3 separate regions of the Mus musculus genome follow, and all the other regions are linked to region 3. The links are chromatin contacts, called in public capture Hi-C maps. All regions are on one chromosome and are shown on one strand. Each heading gives the region's core, a stretch centred on a gene start, on an enhancer-like site or on the middle of the called end of the contact. The rest is flanking DNA. Distances are from core to core; before and after follow the strand shown. Region 1 holds the start of Zc2hc1c (zinc finger, C2HC-type containing 1C). Region 2 holds the start of Pgf (placental growth factor). Region 3 holds the start of Vrtn (vertebrae development associated).

What was found. Capture Hi-C pulls out chosen DNA fragments and counts their contacts.
Region 1: a capture Hi-C map of embryonic stem cells shows a contact between it and region 3, with 4 times the contacts expected there. The contact joins the promoter of Zc2hc1c here to the promoter of Vrtn in region 3. A contact is called at or near these places in 12 of 39 promoter capture datasets (the 3T3-L1 cell line, 3T3-L1-derived adipocytes, the C10 cell line and 5 more), 10 of 484 Hi-C or Micro-C datasets (B cells, the G1E-ER4 cell line, the STO cell line and 5 more), 1 of 115 datasets of contacts at active chromatin or transcription factors (stem cell-derived neural progenitor cells) and 1 of 9 other capture datasets (embryonic stem cells).
Region 2: a contact with region 3 is called in a capture Hi-C map of embryonic stem cells, with 2.0 times the contacts expected there. The contact joins the promoter of Pgf here to the promoter of Vrtn in region 3. A contact is called at or near these places in 8 of 39 promoter capture datasets (the 3T3-L1 cell line, embryonic stem cells, fetal liver and 3 more) and 1 of 9 other capture datasets (embryonic stem cells).

The regions. Positions count from the first base shown.
Region 1 is chr12:85,286,896-85,290,387 of GRCm38.p6, reverse strand. Zc2hc1c (zinc finger, C2HC-type containing 1C) reads right to left here and starts at 1,797. Exons shown (of 3, transcript NM_172414.4): 1 at 1,603-1,797; 2 at 1-836. The coding sequence starts at 817. It also overlaps a transcript of Acyp1 not described here.
Region 2 is chr12:85,175,596-85,179,159 of GRCm38.p6, reverse strand. Pgf (placental growth factor) reads left to right here and starts at 1,847. Exons shown (of 7, transcript NM_008827.3): 1 at 1,847-2,262; 2 at 3,365-3,404. The coding sequence starts at 2,197.
Region 3 is chr12:84,641,129-84,644,720 of GRCm38.p6, reverse strand. Vrtn (vertebrae development associated) reads right to left here and starts at 1,825. Exons shown (of 2, transcript NM_001033776.2): 1 at 1,777-1,825.

The DNA of each region.
Region 1 (3,492 bases), core at 548-3,047, 650 kb before region 3:
CACCATCTCGAACCCTCCTTCTAGGTAGTACCATCCTTTGTAGCTCTCTGTCTTCCTGGAAAATGGCCTGTTTCTTTTCCTTCTGCATCCTTCGAAGACCCTCCTCTGTCTTCTTCAGCTTTTCTTGTAGGAGAATCTCCTTTCTGCGGATCTCCTTCTGTAAACTCTCCCCTGCAGCTTCGAGCCTTTGGATCTGGGTCCACTCGGTCCTATGGAGCTCCGCCACGACCTTCTCTGCCTGCACAGAGGCAAGAAGAGATGAATTCACCCAGCTCCTTAAACCAAAGCTGTTGTCTGAAAACTCACTTGAGTCAGGGAGTCTTGGGTAGCCATTCTGGTCCCCGTCTGCGCCCGCATCACTTGTACTATGTGACTTCCGGTGGACCATGGGTTTCAGTGGGTAAGCCCGATCCACTCCCACTCGTTTCCTCCTAAAGGGAATGAAGTCCTGGTCATTTGCTTTGGGATACCGGGGTGTCGGACTAGACAAGTAAAACAGACCCTTTCCTTGGCCCTGGGCATTGTTCCCTGAGCCTTGCTGCCTGATTCCTGCACTGTGGGGACAGGAGTGCCTCCGGGCTTTTGTGCAGACGTTCCTTTTGGGGCGGGTGGAGACCTCGTCCTCCTGCTCCATTTCTGTGTTGCTCCAAAGCTTCGACTGGAAACTATTCCTCAAATGTCCCATCGAGGGCCGCTGGGAAGAGTCACTTTGTTCGTAAGGGTCGTGCTTAGCTGAGTGGAGTCCAGGAGCTTCTGTTTTATTATGTGGGAACATAACGCCCACAGGCAGATGTGGAGCCAACTGGAGACCAGCCATTCAGTGCCTGGACCGAAGCCTAGGGGAGATTTAAAGCAGATACATGTGAAGAATTTGTCTGAGGTTCACTCCCGGCTGCTAGAGTAAACTGTTTGTCCATTTGCCCTACCCACATTCCCTTTAAACGTTTCTCGGGACTGTGGTGTTGGCTCTGCCAGGACATTCTTTCAATAAGCATTTAGGGAGTGATGGTTATGTGCCAGGCCAGACATTGCTAAGCCCCGAGGACCAAAGAATGGACGTGACACAGGTGTTCTGCCACTGACTTTCCTCCAGGCCTGTAGATGACCTGCTCTACACCATTTATGGAATGGGTGGGAAAAGCTTTAGATAGAAGGTCGTCCGTGACACAAAACAGGCAACCTGCTCTTACCAGCCCCGGGTTCTTGTAAATTGCAGAGGCCGCTCTGAGTCCAGTCCCACGGTTTTACGGGGTGAGAACAGTGGCCTGGCGACAGGGCCTGGCCCAAAGCACTCCCTGGACTTTCCCCTTGCTACAAACTACAAAGAGCACGAGCCACCCGGGCCTGAAGCAGGTGCCCGGCTGTCAAGCCCTCATGCAAAGATGCTCTATGGCTCAAACCGCACCAGGCTTGTAAAGAGAGTGTGTTGGGAGAGGGGGTGACAGACACCTGAGCGCCCCAGCCCGCTTTGGATCCGGAACTCCAGAGTCATGTTCTGTCCCAGAGGGTCAAACGGGAGTCCTTACTGGGACCCGGCCTCTAGGGATAAACTCTCACTCTCCAACCCCTCGGGAGGTCTCAGTATCTCCCCTTTCGGCGTACCTGAGGCGCTCGGGGGCCGCTCCAGCTCAGGGAAAATCCCCAAGACCTAGTTTTCCACACCTGACTAAACCCAACCGCCGTCCACGCAGGCGCTCTCTGTCCACCTCTGTTATCCCGTTGCCTGGAGACCAGAGCACCGCCTCTGGTTGAGAACTTTTAGCTCCAGATGTGCGCAGGCGCAGTCCACAAGCAATCCGAAAGCCGCCGGGGCAGATTGGGTTGGAGGGACGGAGGGAGGTGGTGGAGGGAGTGCGGGGAGGTGGGGAGGGAGGTGGGGAGGGAGGTGGGGAGGGGAGGAGGGAAGGGAGGTGGAGTACGGGTGCAGTCGGGTCACTTGTCGAGGTGCAGCCAACTCCGCAGCTCAGATCAGCGTTTCCCTTGGGGAGGGGTTGGAGAGGTTTTTCTGGGGCTACATCAAAGAAGAACTTGGATTTCTCCGAGAATGAAGCTCCCAGACCTTAGGGTGTGCCCTTGTCTGGAGAAGGGTGGAGCCCCTAGATGGGCTGCGGAATCATCCCGCCCCAGGATTCGGGAGTCTGTCCAGCTAGCGGGAGTGGGACTGCTGATCACCCTTCTGAGTGCGCTCGGCTACTGCGCTCAGGCCCCAGGTAGGGCTATGTAAGAGCTCCAGGCTACATGCTCCGGGCTGTCTTCCCTCGCAATGCTTTGGCGCTTGCTATTATATTAGCTTTACTATTATTTCACTACGTGTTATAGTCCCAGGGTAGTTTCTATGGCCAATCTAATCATTTTGCTATTATAACGTTTCACTCTCACGTGACCGTTACTACTTAGGGCCCAGGAATGACTCAGCCAAAAGTAACAATAATAAAGTTAACAACCAGATCAACAGTAATGAACATAACTTGATTTCAACATTAAATGGTCCTCTGTAACTTTTTGACAACAGAAGAGAGTTTATTTGTCTTCTTCGTGCTTCAGTTCATTTGGATAAGCTGTTTTGGAACAGATAGCTCCGTTTTTCTTGTAACTACACAGAAGATTCGAGCACGTGGGAAATAAAGTAGACAGCAGTCTCGTTAATACAACAGATCAGATGTCAGCTTTTATGCGCTACAAAAAAAAATTCCTTGGTGGACTCTCTAGGGCAGATTGTCAGTCATTCTTTTCATTCCCAGTTGGCTCTTCGGCCTTCTCCACATTGCAGAGGTTTCCCACGGACTAGGACCCTGCCTCAGTCAGCTTCTATGGGTTTTCCCATACATCTTTTCTAACTCGTTTCCATACTCTCCCCCTGAATCTCTAGTGTTCAAGTATACATAACTTCCTTGTGCAAGAAAAGTTCCCCTTCCCATCCCTGGGTCTGTCTCTCTCTGTGTTAGGATCCCACTGGAGTCTCTTCTGTTTTGTTTTGTTTGCTGTTTGTTTTGAGACAGGCTCCCTATTTAGTCTATGGTTAGCACTAGTTAGTCCTCCTGCCTACTTAATCCTCTTGTCTCAGATTCTCCCAGGCTGGGTATAGGCATATAGGCCTTTCCTCCCTCCCCCCCCCCCCCGCCCCCACGCACACGCACACAAGAAAGAGAGAGGAAGAGAGAGAGAGAGAGAGAGGAAGAGAGAAACTCCGAGGTCTATGTGAATATATGCCTTGTGTGTGCAGTGCCTGGGAAGGCCAGAAGATGGCAATGGAACCCCTAGACCTGAAGTCATGACAATTGAGAGCTACCTAACAGGACACCTCAAGTTCTTTTTCTTTCTCTCCTTCTCCGTCTCCTCTCCCTCCTCCCCCTCTCCCTCCCCCTCCTTTATTTTGCTTTGGTTGGCTTCTTTGTTTGTGTTTGTTTTGTGGTTGGTCTGGAGCTCTCTACATACTCCAGGCTAGCCTTGAACTCAAAGAAATTCTCTTGCCTCTGCCTTCAAAGAGCTGGA
Region 2 (3,564 bases), core at 598-3,097, 530 kb before region 3:
GCACACAATGCACACATCCATCTTCAGGTACAATTACAGGCAAATATGCCCAATCCGTGTGTGCTCAAGATAGTCAGGATACCCAAGGTGTATATTACACAGATAATTAAGAATACACACCTGGGCTGGTGATATGGATCAATGGATAGGGGCGCTTGTCCAAACCTGACAACCTGAGTTTGATCTCGGGAACCCACATGGTAGAAGGAGAGAGCCAACATCAGAAGGTAATGTTCTCTGACCACTCCCATCCATACATGCACCATAGCAACACACAAAGTAAAGTTAGTATTAAAAAAATGTTTAAAGGGCACACACTTGTGCCCACATCCACAGATCCATCTAGGAATAGATGCACTTCAATGCCTAGGTGTACACGAGATGCTGTGAGCACGTGTGGATCCTGGCTACCTATCCACAGCATCCTTGGGTCAGCTCACTTTCATCCACATGCACAATGACCCCGCAACCATGCTCTGGAGCCAGGGAGACAATCTGTCTACTGTACAATCCCCAGCATGTTGGAGCTCGTCAGAATGTTCTTTGCAACCCCCGCTTAGCTGGCCAGTGACTGGCCCCTGGCTCCTGGACCTGCAGGCCTCAGGGCCTACCAGACAGAGAGGCAGCATCTCTGGCAGCCCCTTGTGGGTGGGCAGCAGGCCACAGACACAGAGGTCACTGGGGGTGAGAGCCAGGACTGCCCTAGCCTCCCTGCCTCTGAATGGAATGTGATCCAAGAGCCACCTCCCAGGCCCATCTCCTCCCCCACAGCCACCCACCAACTTCTGACTCTGGATGCTGCCAGGTTTTTGCAACCAGCCCACAAGCTGGTCACAGAGGTTTGTTAGAATGGTAGGTGATGAAGAACAACTCAGGAACACAGGAGGTTACCACAAAAGTACAGACATGCATGGCTGCACACAAGTACAAAGAGATACCCAGAGACCCAGATCTGCGACACACAGTGTAACTGGGCACGTTCAGTGGGTGACATATACACACAGCTTCATAGGTATACACAAGTGCCCATGCAGACACCACCTCTCCTCAGCATGTCCTGCTGCTCTAGAACACTTCCTCTTCTGCTTGGGCTCGGGAGGTGATGCCAGGTTAGTCCATTCCCTACCTCTAATAGGCTGGCCTGACCTGACAGGAGGAAGTGGTGGTGGACCTAGGTCTAGCCAGGTGCCCCGAGGTGTTTCCTGTGTACAGCCCACAGCTGGGCTGCCCTGTGCCTGCCTACCAGGTCAGATAGTACATGGAATAGAGGGACGGTTCTGGAGGCACGTAGCTTGTCTTGTCTCTGCCAGATCCCTGTCTACGCAGGCAGATGCCCGCGGGCACACATACACTTTCCTAGTGTGAATATGAACATTGTTCAGCATCTGCAGGTGGTGCCCTCTCATAGGATCGGGTTGTTAGTCTATAAAATGGGGTTAGTAATCCTGTCACCTCTCCTCCCGGGGTTGTGTAGGGATGGCACTGGTCATGAAGGGCCACAGCAAGATGCTGCCTTCTTAGTACTGCACTCCCTGCAGAGGTCACTTAAGTACCCAGCCATCTCCAAGGCAGATGTTGGACGTCCGCACCTGGAGGCTCCAGAAGAGCCAGGTGCAACCTTGGCTGTCGCTGCGGGCTGACCCTGGGGCAAGCTAATGAACGCCTAGCTCCGAGGGGCCAGGAGATCTGCGCCGGCAGCGCCCCTTCAGCGCCCTGCGGGGTCACGCGCACTCAGGTCTCACCGCCAACCGGCTCTCAGCGCTCCCGGGCTGCTCCTGGGGCCTCGAGATAGAAGTGGGCGGGCAGGCTGCAGCCCCGCCCCATACACGGTCTTGAAAACCAGCGGCCGACTAGCTTCAGTTCGTAGGGAAGCTGCAGTCTGAGAAGGAAACCGCATCTTCAGACTTCTGCTCACTCACGAGAGGAGCTAGGGTCATCGGACCCCTAAGATCCTTTCACATCGCTCCGACTCGCCGGAACACTCCTCACCAGTTTCCTCAGCCACAGCCCTACCTGTGAGCTCCGGACTTCCCCGGCTTTCTGTGGATGCTCAGGCAGACTGCAGAGACCTAGCCTAGGACAGCAGTGAGGGGGACACTCCTCTCCTCTCCTCTCCTCTGGTATCAGCGTCTCCCCCAAGGGGGACGAGCATGGTGATTGTGCCTTGAAGGACCTTGGCTCTGGATGTCTGAGAAGATGCTGGTCATGAAGCTGTTCACTTGCTTCTTACAGGTCCTAGCTGGGTTGGCTGTGCATTCCCAGGTAAGGACCTGGCCTGGCTTCCTCTTGACCTTCTCATCCTAGCCGTAGAAACAGGGGCTATGGTCTTTAATTACAGACTCACTTTAGAGAGCAGCTTCTGCTAGGGTGCCCACATATTTCCCAGGGGCTGGGCTGGACCTCAGGGAGGAGACCTCTGGCTGGGCAGTCCCCAATTCCTGGGGGCTGTCTTAGTGGGGGCAGGGAAGCCACAGGGAATGAGGGAGGTTTCCTGTCTAGCCCCTGGAGCCCTAGTGGCTTTGCAAAAAGCATCCGTCCACTAATCCCAGTCAGCTCCCTGGCCCTGTGGTCAGGGTTGTGGCCCCATGACCAACCAGGCGCCCCCAGGACCTCTGACCTGGCCTAGTGGGGAAGGAGCTGACTAAAGAAGCTTGAGGTGGGGAGGTGAGGCCCTTCCCCCACCATTGCTCCAATTGAGCAGAGGGCTCTTGGGTGGGCTTCAGATATGACAAGGGATCCTGCCGTGCCCTTTCCTCCTGGTGGGTGTCAGAAGGTCCTGAGTGCAGGGCCTGGGGAAGTGAGCAGGGCCCTTTTCCCAGGAGCTGGGTGAGTCTGGCAGGGAGCCAGATTGGGCAGCAAAATCCTGACAAAGCCAATGCATTCCCTTCCTGCTGCACTGCCCGCTGCACTGCCCACTGCCCTGGGAGCCCTCAGCCCCAGCCCAGGAGTGGGTGGGTTGTCCAGTCCCCTTGCCGAGCAGCCAGGCCATCCGTCTGCTTGCTGCAGTGTTAGCTCGAGGTGTAACGTTACTGGCAGGCAGCACCAGCTCATGGCGCCGCCTCTTCTCCAGCCCCTGAGCTCCCACCAGCTGATCACCCTCCCCCTGGGCTCTGGCACCCAGCCAAGGCGGGCTGTAGTAGGCCCAGCAGGACTGGCCTGGGGGCTGGGCAGAAGAGAGACCCCACAGGATTACAAGCACTTGGGAACACAAGAAGCCTCCTACCCTTTTCCAAGTGAAGAAACTGAGGCCAGAAAGTCAGGTGGTTTTTAGCAGAGGATGGGGGAGGAGCTTGGGGTGGGCTCAAAGAGCCGAGCCCCAAGAATATGCCCCCTCCTTATAGCTCCACCTTTGTGTCCACCGCAGGGGGCCCTGTCTGCTGGGAACAACTCAACAGAAGTGGAAGGTAAGCCAGCCAGGCCAGCTCTGCAAGCTGAGCCCCCTCTCTTCTTTCCTCATGAGCCTCAGCAGCCAAGGAGAAGGGATCGGTTGGTCTGAAGGGTGGGAGCAGGCCAGTGGCAAGCTGGGGTGGGTCTGCAAGCTCGACATCCAGGCTGAAGCCCAAG
Region 3 (3,592 bases), core at 576-3,075:
GCTAAGACATGTATGCCCACTACATACAAAATAAATATAAAATTTTTTTTAATGAGTCCTGGGCTCGGTGGTTAAGATGTCCCAGGTACACATCCTAGTACCCACATGGCAGCACCTAACCTCCATAATCCCAGTTTCGGAGAATCCAACCCTCTGCCAACCTCCACCGGGCACCAGGCATGAATGTGGTACACAGACATATATTCAAGTAAAACACTCATACACATAAAATAAGTAATAAATAAGCGAGTCTCTGATTTTAAAAGGGAGTGTAAGGGGCTGCTGGGCGGGAGCTTGCCTAGCATGCAAGAAGCCCTGGATTCCATTTCTACCAGCACATAAACACGTGTGGCGGTGAATGCCTGTAATTCCAGAACAGGAAACCCCACACTCACCTATAATTTCAGCACATGAGAAGTGGAGGCAGGAGGATCAATGTCCAAGATATGTGAAGTTGGTCTGGATACTTCAGACCCGGTCTCCAAATGAAACAGGCTGGCACTACCGATAGCCCCAATTCACAGGTGGAGAAACTGAGGCATTTGGCAGCACCCTAATTTGTTCAAGGTATCACAAATGAGCTAGCTAGCCAGCCTCCCCTCCAACACAGGCCAATCTGCCTAACTCCAGTAACTGCCAAGCAGAGGCACTCCTTTGAGAAGAGCTTTTGAAATTAGAAAAGAGAATATTTTCTTCTTTGGCTTCTCAGACCTGGTCCTCAGAGCTTAACACATTGTTTTAATTTGCCCCCCATTTTAAAAATGAGTTTTCATATAAGTGCTTAAGTTTAACAAGCTGTATGCTTAAAAGAAATGCACTCGAATGTGAATTGTGGTTGGGTCAAGGTGAGGAGGAAAAGAATTTTAAAGCGCTGAAGGAACCGCCAGAATTTTACCTGACAGCAAGAACATAGAGCCTTTCCAATAGTGATAATCAGAAGCATCCTTGGGTAACATTCTAAGCTCTAAAGATCTTCAAAGTGTGTACATACTAAGGGAAAAAAAAATACAGCACAGTGGTGGCGGCACATGTATGCCTTTAATCCCAGTCGAGGCAGGAGAATTTGAGTTCCAAGCCAGCCAGGGCTACACAGAGAAACCCCGGACTCAAAAAGCCAAAAACCAAAACTGAACCCCCAAAACCAAGCTCTAAAGACAAAGAGTTCCTCGCTGTCACATATATTCCAAGAAAGGGGATAATATTCCTTCTGTTTCCTTCCATGATGTCACTTTCTTAAGTGGTGTTACACAGCTGCACGCAGACGAGCATTTTGAGATACTTTGCAAACAAAATTAGGAAAATAGCTGCCACTTACCGACTCTGCACTAACCCATTTAACCAAAGTCTCAGAAAGAACAATTTAAACTGTGCGCGTGACTCTTCCTGCCTCCACTCCTGAGTGCCTGCTCAGAAGTGCAGCGTCCCCCCTCGCCCGCCCCCCCCCCGCCCCCGTGATCACAAGTGGGCTTTTGTGGGGGTGGACATTTGATTTCAGGTTTTCTCTGAGGTAATTTTATTACTCTGCGGGTCTCACCTTCCCTCCGCAGCTCTGTCACACCTACCCGGATCAATATTCCTGGCTCACACCTGGAGAAGGAGGCGGCTCAGCAGGAGTTAAGAAAGCACAGCTATTAAAAGCTGCCAAACCTTAGGCGCCGAACCACTGCAGTCCTCCGAGGCGTTTGTTTAAATGATCCAGAGAATCTGACATTTTGAGATACACCTAGTCACTTTGTAGACAAGGAAACGGAGGTAGAGAGAATAAAGCTGACTTGCCTGAATTCCTCCAGTGTCCAACACAGCGTCGGATGCAACACACTTCCAGCACACAGACCTTAGCCCCTCCCCACCCTACCCGGGCCTACTGTCCTACCTCATCTTCCCTGGCCTAGTCACATCCAACTCCACCCTATTTCTTTCCTCCTTTCTTTCCCCCCAAAAGGAGATGTTAGTAGGTAAAAACCCCACTTCTGGCCTCCTCAAAACGCTCGCCGAGAGCAGCCTGCTATCTCAGCGCTTGCGAGGCTATCGAGTTCAAGTCCAGCCTACGCTATATAGGAAGAGGCTGTTTCTAAAATAAAATTAAAAAGTAGCTTCAAAAGAAAACCTAAACTCGCACCATCCCTCAGCCAGGCTGGACCACTCGAAGGCAGCCAGTGTGGAAAAGGCAGGCGGCTGCAGGAGGAAGCCCTTAAGTAGATAATCGGTGATGGAGTTCAGCTGCGGCGCTTTGGTTAAAGGTGCCCTTCATGAAAGGCACTCAGGGCCAGAGTAGCTACTCCCAGGTGCACCGAAGAAGGAATGAGTCCAGTGTATGGCTGGCCTCCCCGAACCCCCCACATAGCTGCTGGAAAGGGTCTGTAAAAGTACTAAACCAATGAGGCGCACCCTCCCTCGCCCCCCTACCCCCGCGATACAAACTTCAAGTTGGAGGGGAGGGAGCAAAGCCGGGGCATCAGTTTCTAAACGTGTTAGCGCCTGGAAAGGACTCCGGACTCTCATAGGATACGTGGATGGGAAAAGCACTCTCACCTTTACTCGGGCTAGCTTCCCTGTCGCATGAGCTCCCCATTTGCAAATAGATGGAGCTTCAGAGCCGGGTTCCAGCCTCCAGCCCCCGTATTTTAGGAGGGGTAAATCAGGGCTCTGTATGGGACCCGGAAGGGAAAGGCTGGAGGGCCTGCCTGTAGAACAAATTCATTCCCTACCAATTGTAACCTGGGCTCCAAGGAACCCGACTGGAATCCAGTGCTCTCTGGAGACCTCCCCCACTCTCCCTGTCCCTCTCAAAGCACATTGCAGTCTCTGTAATCTACTGCACCCACAAGTATGTGGGCCACGTGGTTAAGGCTCAATAAGGCAGTAGAGTTTGATCTACCACAACCAACCTGGACAGCCAGCTAACTCTTCAGCCAGCCTCGCTCCAATCACCGGGGCACACCGGCTTGGCTGCCCAGGCTGCATGACCAAGGGACTGCCAGCCATCTTGGTTCCCTCCCCTGTGTCCTGGAGACCCAACTAGGCATAGGAGGACACTGTAGAGAATCACTGGCAGGTCTTTAGATGCTAACTTCCCAACAAAACTCCCACAACCAAGTGAGCGCTAACGGGTGCACCTGAGGCCATCAAACTAAGAGCCTCCTCCGGGGTTACCCCAAGTTCAGTCGCTTGACTGGACCCTATGTCTCTGAAAGGGACGGAAAAGAGTGAGGGCTACCAGTCACCCTTGGGGGGTGCCAGGAGACGGTGGGTGGTAGAGAGCTGGCCCACCTGGAGCTGCAGAAGTCAGGGACCTAACCTGAGAAGATCTTTGTGGTCTGGGGAGGAGCTTGAGGCTATACCATTGTGCTTGCCGGGTGGGGAGGGAAGACAGGATAGTCGGTGGGGGTGGGGAAAGGGCTGGAGGTGTGGGGGTAGGGAGAACCTAAGACAATGCCTGGCGTCCCTGTCCCTACACTTCCGTAGCATCTTAGACCTAACTAATCCCTTAGGATCCTGAAGTCAACCCCTAGGTGACTAGAGCATCAAGCTGAATGAAGCACCGACCCCTTCTAGTTTTGAGAAAATATTCTACTTTACTGACCTCGAGGGT